2 separate regions of the Sus scrofa genome follow, and region 1 is linked to region 2. The links are chromatin contacts, called in public HiChIP or PLAC-seq maps. All regions are on one chromosome and are shown on one strand. The core of a region is the stretch at or near the end of the contact, and the rest is flanking DNA. Distances in the headings are between cores, read along the strand shown.

Evidence for each region. HiChIP or PLAC-seq counts read pairs in DNA pulled down with a chosen protein or histone mark.
Region 1: an H3K27ac HiChIP or PLAC-seq map of alveolar macrophages shows a contact between it and region 2. The contact joins two enhancer-like sites. A contact is called at or near these places in 3 of 47 Hi-C or Micro-C datasets (embryonic fibroblasts, liver and skeletal muscle) and 1 of 2 datasets of contacts at active chromatin or transcription factors (alveolar macrophages).

The regions. Positions count from the first base shown.
Region 1 is chr5:48,887,788-48,890,666 of Sscrofa11.1, forward strand. BCAT1 (branched-chain-amino-acid aminotransferase, cytosolic) reads left to right here. Exons shown (of 11, transcript XM_021092209.1): 6 at 1,813-1,976. Among named protein-coding and RNA genes, the nearest start is that of BCAT1, 75 kb to the left of the region's middle. Within about 2 kb of position 1,579, at least 5 of the 83 cell types and tissues checked have an H3K27ac peak or open chromatin away from gene starts, as enhancers often do. A contact at or near this core is called in alveolar macrophages, where this site is marked.
Region 2 is chr5:48,785,049-48,787,774 of Sscrofa11.1, forward strand. No RefSeq gene overlaps it. Among named protein-coding and RNA genes, the nearest start is that of BCAT1, 28 kb to the right of the region's middle. Within about 2 kb of position 1,458, at least 2 of the 83 cell types and tissues checked have an H3K27ac peak or open chromatin away from gene starts, as enhancers often do. A contact at or near this core is called in alveolar macrophages, where this site is marked.

The sequences.
Region 1 (2,879 bases), core at 329-2,828, 100 kb after region 2:
ATAACTGCTTTTGTGCTAGAGGAATTTGTATGATTTTGCATCATTGACTTAGGACTTTCCAGTGTTTGGGGGAAAGGCCACTTTTGTTGTCATTCCTGATACGAATTCCTGAGACCTCATCCTCTGTCTTTTGGGGTGGGGGATTGATCTTGTCTGGTGTCTTTGCTTCTAGTGAAGACACTCTTGCTGTCTGGTGTCTGTCACGGTCAGGTGTGGTGAAGGCACGTTCTGCTCTGGTACCTGTTGCAGTCAGGTGTGCCAATGCACACTCCCCTAAGTCCATCCCCTGCTGGAGGCCCTGCCATGTCCTGAAGCAGCCAGCAGCCTGCGAAGCAGAAGGGTGCATTAGAGAAGCAATGCTAGGTTTCACCCCCAAAGACTGAAATCATGTCTGGGTTCTTCCCTTTCTCAGTCCCCGACCAATGTAACATTGAAGAGTGTGATATGGCTAGTTGTTAGAAAGCCTACTAGTGAAAAAATTGATAAGAGTTCCCTGGTAGCTCAGAGGGTTAAGGATCCAGCATTGTCACTGCTGTGGCAAGGGTTTAATCCCTGGCCTGGGAACTTCTGCATGCTGTAGATGTGGCCAAAAATGTAAAAATTTTAATTTTATTTTTGTTTTTTGCTTATCAGACCTGTACCTGTGGTGTATGGAAGTTCCTAGGCTAGGGGTTGAATCAGAGCTTCAGCTGCCGGCCTCCTCCACATCCACAGCAATGCCAGATCCAAGCCTCGTCTGGAAACTGTACCACAGCATACAGCAACACTGGATCCTTAACACACTGTGTGAGGCCAGGGATTGATGCTAGTCAGGTTCACAACCCACTGCGCTGCAATGGGAATGCCTAAAAATGTAAAGATTTTTACATTAATAAAAGGGTAAATCCCTTGCTTGGTCCTCAGCTTCACGTGGGAACCCAGATGCTTTTTTTAAAAAAAAATGATGATTTTAAGATAATTTTTGTTTCCGTGTCAACTTTTTTCCACAAATAATTTTTTTTTTCTTTTTATGGCCTCATTGGCAGCATATGGAAGTTCCTGGGCTAGGAGTCAAATCAGAGCTGCAGCTGCAGCCTATGCCACAGCCACGCCAACACTGGATCCAAGCTGCATCTGTGACCTGTGCTGCAACTTGCAGCAACACTGAATCCTTAACCCACTGAGCAAGGTCAGGGATTGAACTCATATCCTCACAGAGAAAATGTCAGGTCCTTAACCTGCTGAGCAACAACAGGAACTCCTCTCCTCACTGAATATAAATTTTTAAAAAGTGGGTCAAGAAAGCATCTCTTTGAAAAACCACCCCCTCCCCCCCCCAAAAAAATTTGACAAATTCACTTTTAATCTATCTTTTGCTTTTTAGGGCTGCACGTGTGGCATATGGAGGTTCCCAGGCTAGGGGTCCAATTGGAGCTACAGCTGCTGGCCTACCCCACAGCCACAGCAACGCAGGATCTGAGCTGCGTCTGCAACCTACACCACAGCTCATGGCGACGCCAGATCCTTAACCCACTGAGTGAGGCCAGGGATCGGAACTCCCGACCTCATGGTTCCTAGTCATATTCATTTCTGTTGCGCCACAATGGGAACTCCCAAATTTGCTTTTCTTTTGAAATCATAACTCAGCTGAGCAAAATGAAACTGAAGTTCCCCATTCTTGGTGTTTTCTTCTTAAAAGAGAAGACCTTTAGGCTTTGTGTAGCTCAACTTTAGAATTGACAGCTAGCCTTAGCTCCTTCTTGGGATAGTTACAGATCTGTTCTAGACCTGCATTTTAAATTAACAGGTTTGTGTACTTTTGCTTCATTGCAGCCTTCCCTGGGAGTCAAGAAGCCTACGAAAGCCCTGATCTTTGTAATCTTGAGCCCAGTGGGACCTTATTTTTCAAGTGGAAGCTTTAATCCAGTGTCCCTGTGGGCCAATCCGAAGTATGTCAGAGCCTGGAAAGGTGGGACTGGGGACTGCAAGATGGGAGGGTAAGTCAGTCTGTCTACAGGAAAGAGTCCCTTTTGACCATTTAGGTATTGCCTTTTCACTACGATATAAGTTCCTCCATTAGTACTGACATTGTAATGCTCATTTTTGGTCTGTGTTTAGTTTTCATTGTTTTTACTTACTTGTTTTGCGTGCGTCAATTTTTTTAACCCAGTGCATTTTATTACATTTATAGTTGTAAAACAATCATCTCAACCCACTTTTTTTGTCTTTTTGCCACCTCTGGGGCCACTTCTGTGGCACATGGAGGTTCCCAGGCTAGGGGTCTAATAGGAGCTGTAGCCTGCCGGCCTATACCAGAGCCACAGCAACGAGGGATCCCAGCCATGTCTACAACCTACACCACAGGTCACGGCAACGCCGGATCCTTAACCCACTGAGCAAGGCCAGGGATAGAATCCGAAACCTCATGGTTCCTAGTCGGATTCGTTAACCACTGAGCCACAACAGCAACTCCTCAACCCAGTTTTATAGCATTTCCATCCCAAACCCCCAGCACACTCCCCTACCCCCGCCACCCTGTGCCCTTTGGAAACCATAAGTTTTTCAAAATATTTATTTGTTTTAAAATTATTTATTTATTTATTTATTTGAGCTACATCTGTGGCATGTGGAAATTCCGAGACCAGGGATTGAATCCAAGCCACAGCTGCAACCTACATCATAGCTGTGGCAACACCAGATCCTTTAGCTCACTGCACCATGCTGGGCATCGAACCCACGCTTCTCAGTGCCTCAAGCCACTGCAGTAGGTTCTTAACCCACCGCACCACAGCGGGAACTCCTAGTTTGCATGTTTTAAATGTGTTAGTTGTTTAAAGGATAACGTCTGTGGCCCCTTATAAGAGAGGAACATTGATGCTTTGAATGCACTGTCCCCTGAT
Region 2 (2,726 bases), core at 208-2,707:
TTTCATTCCTTCCAAATGTGCAATCCTAAATACTTGAACTAGAGCTCATTTAGTTTGCAAGATAAACATGTTTTTATTTTTTTCTGCCTGGAAGGTAAGAATTAGGGTTGTGTTACATAAATATTCCATCCATTTTTTTGTTTTTATGTCATGCAAAATGCAATCACCTTCTCACCATGACTTTTCCCCCATAAAAGTACTCACAAAGTAACTAGCACACAGAATTGAATAATAAATCACTCTACGTAAAACCTAGGCATTCCCCACATACCCAAAGCAACAGACTCAGCCTGGTGTTGATGGGAAAAAGGAATTTTCTCAGACAAGAATTTCTATTCTTGAAAATCAGCAACCAGGTGTGAAAGTGTGACAGGACTGAATGATCCTGATAAATGTCAGCACCGCAGTAGGACATAAAAGGGAGTTGTCAATTCTCACGCCTTCTTTAAAATTCTCAACCAGGCTTCATTTCCCAGCATTTTGTTGTTATTGTTTAGATTTCAAGTTTATGGGCATAAATAGTCTATAATGTTTATTATTACCATTATATGACTTGTGACATTTATGCATTTGCCTTCTTTCCCTCTTTTATGTCTATTTACAAGATAATTTTTTAAAATTACCACTTTTTATAAAAACAATTTTAAGTATTGTTAATACTCTGTATTGCGTGTTACATTACTTTCTCATTTCACTTTGTTTTCTTACCACTGTCTATATTTATTTTGCCCTCCTTTTACTATTTTTAAAAAATGGATGGAGAGCTCATTAATTTTCTCTTTTGTTGTTCCAACAGAGGCAATTAAATGTTTGATTTTGATAAAACATTTTAGTGGCATCCTTGATTTTTATGTCATATTGCTGTTACATATTCAACAAAGCATTTTGTGGGGTTTTTTTTGTTTGGTTTTTTTTTTTTTTTTGCTTTTTAGGGCCACACCCAAGGCATATGGAGGTTTCCAGGCTAGCGGTTGAATCAGAGCTACAGCTGCCGGCCTACACCACAGCCACAGCAATGTCAGATCTTTATAACGCACTGAGCAAGGCCAGGGATCCAACCTGCAACCTCATGGTTACTAGTCGATTCGTTTCCACTGCACCACAACTGGAACTACAACAAAGCATTTTTATCAGCAACAAGCAAAGCATGCTGGGGATTATTTTTTTTTTTTTTTTTTTTTTTTTTTTTTTTTTTTTTTACCAATCAGATCAGACAGTCCTCTTTGTACAGATGCTGGGGATTTCTTGGTGTCCTCTTCAGGGACAGGACCAGCAGCATGAAGTATAACGAAGGCTCTGCTGAAACACACTTTGCACCGTTTTAAGTGCCAGTTTCGGGTGCATGAAAGTCACTGAGGAAAGGAGGAAAAAGGAAGCAAAACGGGAGTTCCCTGATGGCTCAGTGGGTTAAGAATCTGGCTTTGTCACTGATGTGGCGAGGGTCACTGCTGTGGCGAGGGCTCAATCTGGCCTGGGAACTTCGGCATGCTGTGGGTGTGACCAGAAAAAGAAAAGAGTGTGAATAAAGTTAAGTTGAAGCCATCCAAGAGAGAAAGTGAAAACAGTTTGGGGGGAATGTACAGGATTTCTTAAGACTGTTTAGAACTACTTGCCCAATGAGGGGCCAAAAAACAACAGCCTAGGACTTTCATTTTTTGTGAAAAATCACCACAATGTATTTTATCTTGGGCAAAGGATACATGGATCAATCTGTGGATGAATTTATTTCCTCTGAGTGAGTCAGTTGGGATGGTCAGTTAACTTATTTGAGCAAACAGACATTATCACAAAACAGCACTGATGGTCACATCTATCTTATTACTTGGGCTTTCTGCATTACTTGAAAAATGCTGCCATTCCCAAAACAGGCAGATTTCCAGGAGTTCCCATTGTGGTGCAGCGGAAATGAATCCAACGAGTATCCATGAGGATGCAGGTTCAATCCATGGCCTCACTCAGCACGTTAAGGGTCCGGCATTGTCTTGAGCTGTGGTGTCATTCGCAGATATGGCTCAGATCTGGCATTGCTGTGGCTGTGGTGTAGTCTGGCAGCTGTAGGTCTGATTCAACCCCTAACCTGGGAACTTTCATATGCTGCTGGTTCACCCCTAAAAAGAAAAAGAAAAGAAAAAAAAGACGCAGATTTCCTCCTCGTCTGCTAGTTACTCTTAGTGGGAGAAAGGGGTGGGTAATTTCATGCCTGTGATGTAGGCTTAATAAAGTCAAATTCAGCCTTCGGTGAGCCTTTCCAACTTTCTGTTTCTGTTCATGTACCCCTCCACTCCTGCCTATAATGGCCTTCCAACCAAACTCGCTTCTCTCTTTCCACTATAATTAACCACAAGAGGAGCTGTACAGCATCACAATTAAGAGCCTCGACTCAAGATCTGGATTGCGAGTTTTCCTCTGAACTCTGCCTCTTGAACAGGTGGCTTAACCTCTCCATGGCAGTTTCTTTGTCTGTACCATGGTGGTAACCACAGCAGCAAAGTGAGGATGGAGTGAATTTCTATATGGAAAATACACAGAACACAGCCTAGCACAGTGCAGGTGCTCCACGTGCTAGCTCTATAATCACCCCAAATACATCAGACCCCCAGGAGTTTCTCTCAGCTTCTCCATCTTTATTATCTATTGCTGGGAAGCAAATGACCCTGAGATGTAGAGGCCCAGATCGATAAACAGGTAATTACCTCACAGTTTGTATGGGTTAGGAATCTGGGACT